Regions from separate parts of the Mus musculus genome. Here region 1 is linked to region 2. The links are chromatin contacts, called in public Hi-C maps. All regions are on one chromosome and are shown on one strand. The core of a region is the stretch at or near the end of the contact, and the rest is flanking DNA. Distances in the headings are between cores, read along the strand shown.

The links. A called contact is a pair of places that touch in the nucleus more often than the background predicts.
Region 1: a contact with region 2 is called in a Hi-C map of the N1E-115 cell line, with 4 times the contacts expected there. The contact joins two enhancer-like sites. A contact is called at or near these places in 2 of 484 Hi-C or Micro-C datasets (the N1E-115 cell line and nephron progenitors) and 3 of 115 datasets of contacts at active chromatin or transcription factors (embryonic stem cells, large pre-B cells and trophoblast stem cells).

What each region holds. Positions count from the first base shown.
Region 1 is chr8:10,820,595-10,823,934 of GRCm38.p6, forward strand. No RefSeq gene overlaps it. Among named protein-coding and RNA genes, the nearest start is that of Gm32485, 4.5 kb to the left of the region's middle. Within about 2 kb of position 1,572, at least 4 of the 459 cell types and tissues checked have an H3K27ac peak or open chromatin away from gene starts, as enhancers often do. A contact at or near this core is called in the N1E-115 cell line, where this site is marked.
Region 2 is chr8:10,612,233-10,615,299 of GRCm38.p6, forward strand. The region is part of intron 34 of Myo16 (myosin XVI); the gene reads left to right. Among named protein-coding and RNA genes, the nearest start is that of Gm32330, 60 kb to the right of the region's middle. Within about 2 kb of position 1,334, at least 2 of the 459 cell types and tissues checked have an H3K27ac peak or open chromatin away from gene starts, as enhancers often do. A contact at or near this core is called in the N1E-115 cell line, where this site is marked.

The DNA.
Region 1 (3,340 bases), core at 322-2,821, 210 kb after region 2:
TGGATGTGGGGCTACAAGATGTCTCAGACTCTTGCCTCCATGACTTCCTTAAAATGATAGATGAGGTGAGGATACTCACAGTGGCTCTATCTAGCTTACATTTCTTTTCTTTCCTTACATCCTGTGTTAATTTGCCTACATGGTGTTAGAGCTTTATGCCAGGAAGGCAGCACTGGCTTTTCTAGTATGCTAGTACTATTACCATGGTAGATCTTTTAGGGGGTGGAGTCTAGCAGAAGACAGTTAAGCAACTAGAGGTGTACCCTCAGAACTCTCTGGTGAGTTCCTTTGAAAGTGAGCTGTTACGAATGAGCAGCCAAGCTCCTGAATCGCTCTGGCTTCCTCTCTCCCCATGCTCCCTTGTGCATAGGCTCTTGTCTGTTTTGATAGATGCCATTGTCATTATTGTTAGATTTGTTTTCATTTTTAAATTTTTGTCTATTATTATGGAGAGGGGGGTTGTGCAAGCAATAGCATGATAGCACAAGGTTGGAGGTCAGGACAACTTATAGGGTTGGCCCTCTCCTTCCACCTTTATGTGAGTGTCTAGGATTGAGTCCAGGGCTTCAGGCTTTGTCCATCAAGTTACCTGATGAGCCATCTCTTTCATAACTATGTTTTGACTGATATCCGAAGCAGAAGTTAAAAAACCTTTGGAATGCATTCAATTTTAAGGATGTTTATCATTAATGCTTTTGGTCTTCTTGTTGATATACAATTGACTGCATTGTAATCAGAGAACGTGACCTGCTCTAATTTAATTCTTTAAAATTCACTTAGTCTTATTTTTGTGACACAGGCATGATATTTACATAAATTGTCTTTGTAGCAATGAAAATAATGGTTCTGAAATTATTGAATTTTCCTCGAATGCCTATGAATCCTGGCTTGTTAATTATATGGCTCAAATATTTTTCTCTGTACTAAATATTTCCTGTCTGATTTATCAATCTCTAACCAACTTATATGAGTAGATTCAATCTATTAATGGATTTGCCTATATCTCCATATAATTCTGTCACTTTTTAAAATGTCTTTGGCTATTTTATTACATCCATAAATATTTAGACTTTTTATAACCCTCTGGGAAATTTAAACTTAAATCAAGACATAATGGCCCTCTTCATCTGTAATTGTGGTTTTTGCCTTTTGGCTCTTTTCTCTGGTATTAATACTGCTATGCTTGGCGTCCTGTGGTTGTTCTTCGCCTGGCATCCATTTTTCAATTAATTACCTGAGCATTTCTGCATAACTAGGCTGTAGGCAAAACTCATGCACAGGACATATAATTTGATTTTTTTTTTAATTCCCATCTGGAAATCTTTTTTTATCCGGTATGTTTGTGCACTAAGATTGCTATCACATTTCAATCCTACTTTCTCCCTTTGAACTCTTGCTTTTTCTCTTTCTGCTCTCTGTATCATGTTTAGTTTTCTCTAATTTGCTTGATGTCTCCAATTAGAATGGTGAGTCTAAAGTTCAACAGACACAATGTCTTCTCAAGTACAAGGCAGCCCTGGGGCTATCAGCTCACAGGATGCCCTGCTGTGGCAATGTGTAGTACCTCATACTCTTAGTAGTAGATTAAGTCTGACATCTTGATTGTCCTGCTGCAGCCAAGGCTGGCTAGATCAGCTGCTCGCACCCCACTCCTGGATGTTTTACTTTCTTTCCTCCAAGTACCTTTGGAGAGAACATGGGGATTATGAATCCCTTCAGTTCTTGTTCTTTTGAAATGCACAGCTATTTTACTCTTGATTATGGGAGATCGTTTGCCACATATAGCAGTTTAGAGTGACATTTGTTTTGCTTGCTCCTTTAATGGCAACACTCTACTTCTTTCCATGGGTATGTTTGGCCTCGTTTATTTTAATCAGTTCTGAAATACTCTGTCAGTCTGCCTTGCTCTTCTCTCCCCTCATACTGTCTCCATTTCCTTGGCCATTTTTATTCTGCTCTTTATGGTGTCTCAAGTCTTTGAAAACAGAAATAAATCACCATCGCTTCTGCTTCCCACTTTCAGTGAGTAACTGCTTTCCCTGGTGCATCCCAGTGGTGGATGGATGCACATGTGCACATACATACTGATATTTGGCCAGATTTCACAGATTGTTCTTGTTCCTCAACATAATTGAGACTGGTCAAGCAGAGGGGATTTATACAAAATGTACCAGTCTAGCTTCTAAGAACTGCCATACACAGTGCCTTACTCGGATGATCCTGGAGCACAGGGTGGCGCCCACTGAGCCCCACCCCAACACACACCACACCAAGCTTTCCACGCCGTGTTCTTGGGAGATTGTAATGACCGCAGTTGGAAAGAAGATGTAGGAGAGGTGTCCCCTCAGCTCCCTTGCATGCAGGCAGCCTGTGTTTCTGAGGCTCCTCTTCCTTCAGACATTCTAGCTGTATTCAGAAAGTCTGAATTCCTCTGCAGATCAGCAAGCTGACCAAAAGTTCTGTCTCTTGTTCCTTTGGTGGCCATATTAATGCCACACCAATAAGACTGAATAAATCAGGGTTCCCTAGAGGAAAATAGTGGAAAGAATGAAGGTGTTGTACAATAAGTTTGCTATATTGGCTCACACAGTATGGGCCTGAGAGTTCAACAGTGCCCACGGGAATGGTGAGAGGTTTGAGAATCTGGTACCTGCTGCACTCATGAGGCCAGAAACCTTAGCAGCAGTTCCAGCCTGTCACTGTATGCCCAAAGACTGCTGGAAAGCCTCTAGGACTCAGTCCGCCCTGGAAGGACTAAGTACCTGACTTCTGATAGCAGTGAAAGGTGACAGCAATGGCGGCAGCAGCAGTGGCAGCAGCAGCAGCAGGATCTATGCACTCTCCAGCAGGCAGCAAAGGCAGACAAGCATTAGGCTTCTCTGTGGGATATGAATGTATGCATGTATATATGCATATATGTGTGTATATTGTGTATATATGCGTGCATATATGCATGTATGTATATATTATGATGTGTATGTATGCATGCATGTATGTATGTAAGTATGTTGTACCTGTATGCATGTATGTATATATGTTGTGTATGTATGCATACATGTATGTATGTATGTTGTGTATGTATGTTGTGTATGTATCCATGAATGCATGGATGCATTGCTGCCTCAGCTGTTATTGCAATCACCTTCACGGATCTTCCCACAGACATGTCTCTCTCTTAGTTGATCCCATGCCCAGTCAAGCTAAAATTCACAGTGAACCTTTACTGGAGGCCATTGGGAGCTTTGGTCTCTGCATACAGCACATTGGCTTCAGTGCCTGCCTTCACCCAGGTCTGATTTCTTACTATCTATAATTTTTCTACCCTTAAAAGTATCTTCAG
Region 2 (3,067 bases), core at 84-2,583:
GATGTCACCATGAAAAAAATCCCACCTGACCTCATCTCTGTCCTCCAGATGTGCACAGCTGCTCCTATTGTCTGGGTATGTTGTGCCATTGGCCCTCAGTTCACCAAAGATGCAGGGAGACGGTGGCATTCAGTGGCCAGAAACTACCACATTTTAGGTGTGAGCCAGTTTGTTCAACTTCGGCTTCTTCTCAAATCCAGTAAATCTCAGTGAATACAGTCACGGAACTCCTGAGGTCGTGTCCACGATTTGATAACTTGGTATGGAAAACTACAAAAAGCAAAACCCCTTGTCTTTGCTCTTACCAACCATGCTGAGATGTACACCTGGGATATGCCTTTCATTCTTTGCAAGGGAGAGTCAGCTTGCTGGGGCTCCCAAGAAGTAGAGGGCTAAGGTTCTGAACAGGGGTGCTCCCGACTGTGGACGCGTCTAAAAGTGTTCTCCACTGGCAAACGCTTAGTTTGGTGATGCTATTCTTGCGATTGATAAGTGTGACTTGAGTCAGGTTGCCGCCTCCTTTGATGTTTGCCTGGTTGGTGTTATTTTCATGGACACTCACAACTGCACATCCAGCTCTGTTCTTTTCCTGTTTCCTAATAGGTCCGTGTCTTTCTCCATCATACAGATTTTAGAAATTCTTTACATATTCTGGATAATGCTGCTTTTCAGTTTCATGTGTGAACAGCATTTTGCTTGCTCTGTATTCCTAGCCAGTTGATCATTAATGGGTTTCCTAGTGGTTATCCACTGGTTATCTGTTGCTTATCAGTTGGCTAACTACTGTTCTCGTTAAAAACAAAAAACAGCTTTTGATATTCCTAATAAAACAGGGTCCTCAATTTCCCTCTGAGCTGCCTGCTTCATCATGTGACTTTCCATAGGTTCTGCTTACATCTTTGTTCAGCTAAAAATATTCTCTAATTCCTCTTGGGACTTTCTCTCTGGCCAATGTACATTTTCCCAATGTTCAGAGATGTCCTGTTAACTGTTACTGATTTCTGGTTGGTCTGTCTGGGTCTGAGGATGTACCTTATAATTTCTTCATTCCCTTAAATGTTTGAGCTTTGTCCTCCCTCCCAGGGTATGGCCTGTATTGGTGAAACTTATGGGTGTTCTGGAAGAAGGAGTATGCTCTGCTGTGACTGAACAGAACATCCTGGGAATAGCAGTCAGATCTAGTCACCAATAGAGCTCAGCTCTGACTTCTTGCTCATTTTCTGTCTGCTATTGAACAAAAAGCACCTAGCCCCAGTTCTGATTGCAGCAAGTCTACCCAGCCTTTGTTTCCTTGACTCTGCCTACCCTGCTGTCAGGTCTAGTTTTGGCCATGTGGGGTCAGCATGATATCCCTTTCCCTTTCTCTCAGGATCCTTCCTTCTTGTGAGGTCCTCTTGTCTGGAGCTGGCCAGCTGCTCTATCACTCTTTCCATCCTCGCCTTGAAGGCGGAGCTTTTTATCCTGTGAATTTTCTAAACAATCTCAACAGGTTCCCAGTCTATACAAGTCACACCCTCAAGGTACAGCTAAGAGTGTGCTAGGGATTCTGAGGGCCAAGAAAATACCATTCCAACTCTTGCAACTCTCACCCTCCTGTAAAACACCCATCCCATGACTCAGAATACATCGGCTTCTCTGTCTAACACAGTTGTGTTGCCCATGGCATTGTTAGGGGTCTTATTTATTTTTCTACAACTGAACAATCTTCTGACAGGCCATCCACACTTCCTATCATCACTGATATGGCCGGCCTCAGGAGAATACATTTTGTTGTGTGTTTCCTAGTCTGACTGTTTGTTTTACTTTGCCTCATTTTGCTGGTTCCCTACAGTGACTTCTTTTAGGTTATTTGAAACGCCCTCTAATGTCCACATATATGATTTATTTATTTATAATATATGGTATATATAAATAATATTTTCCTGACTAGAAATACAGAGCAAGCAAAATGTTGTCCACACATGAAAGCAAAAAGCAGTATTATCCAGAATGCATAAAGCATTTCTAAAATTTGTATGATGAAGAGAGACACAGAGTTATCAGAAAACAGGAAAATGTAATATACAATATAATATATTACTATATATTATATATTCTCAGGGCTGTAAAACTTTTTATGTAATATATATAATTATATATGTAATAATTATATATAATATATTATATTGTAATATATCATATATGATATTACTTTTGCTATATGATGTATGGTATGTGATATATGATGTATGATATATGATGTATGATACATTTTTATATATTCTGGTACCTTAACTACATATCCTTAGAAGTGCTTTTGTGGTTGCCTGTTGACTGTAGTAGACATGTACCAAATTTTTGTCTATTAGGGCCAATCATAGTGCCTCTTCTTCACTCCACAACTGACCCTTACTTCATAGTTGGCCCATGTCCATCTGCTTGCATGGAAACTTTCTAGGCAATATTGCTCTCAAAAGACGTTGCCTCAGTTTGTTTTCTGTCATAAATGCACCACCACCAAAAATAACTCGGTGAGGAAAGGGTTTACTTGTCTTATGCATCCATCACAGTCGATCAGCGATCGATCAGCGAGGAACGGCAGAGCAGGAACCGAAGACAGAAACTGAAGCAGAGCAGACCTTGGGGGAACAGGGTGCTGGCTGGCATTCCATGGCTCACTTGGTCTGGCTAGCTCCCCATGGCTCACTCAGACCATGGAGGAACAGGGGTGCCACTGACTGGCTGGCTCCCTGTGGCTCGCTCCGCCCGTTTTCTCATACAATTCAGGACCACCAACCAGCCCAGGTGTGGCCCCTCTAACATCAGTCCCGAGTCAAAGAAATGACCCACAGTCTTCGTTCTTCTTGAGTTTCATGTGTTTTGCAAATTGTATCTTGTATCTTGGGTATTCTAGGTTTCTGGGCTAATATCCACTTATCAGTGAGTACATATCATGTGAGTTCTTTTGTGATTGGGTTACCTCACTCAGGATGATGCCCTCCAGGTCCAACCATTTGCCTAGGAATTTCATAAATTCATTCTTTTTAATAGCTGAGTAGTACTCCATTGTGTAGATGTACCACATTTT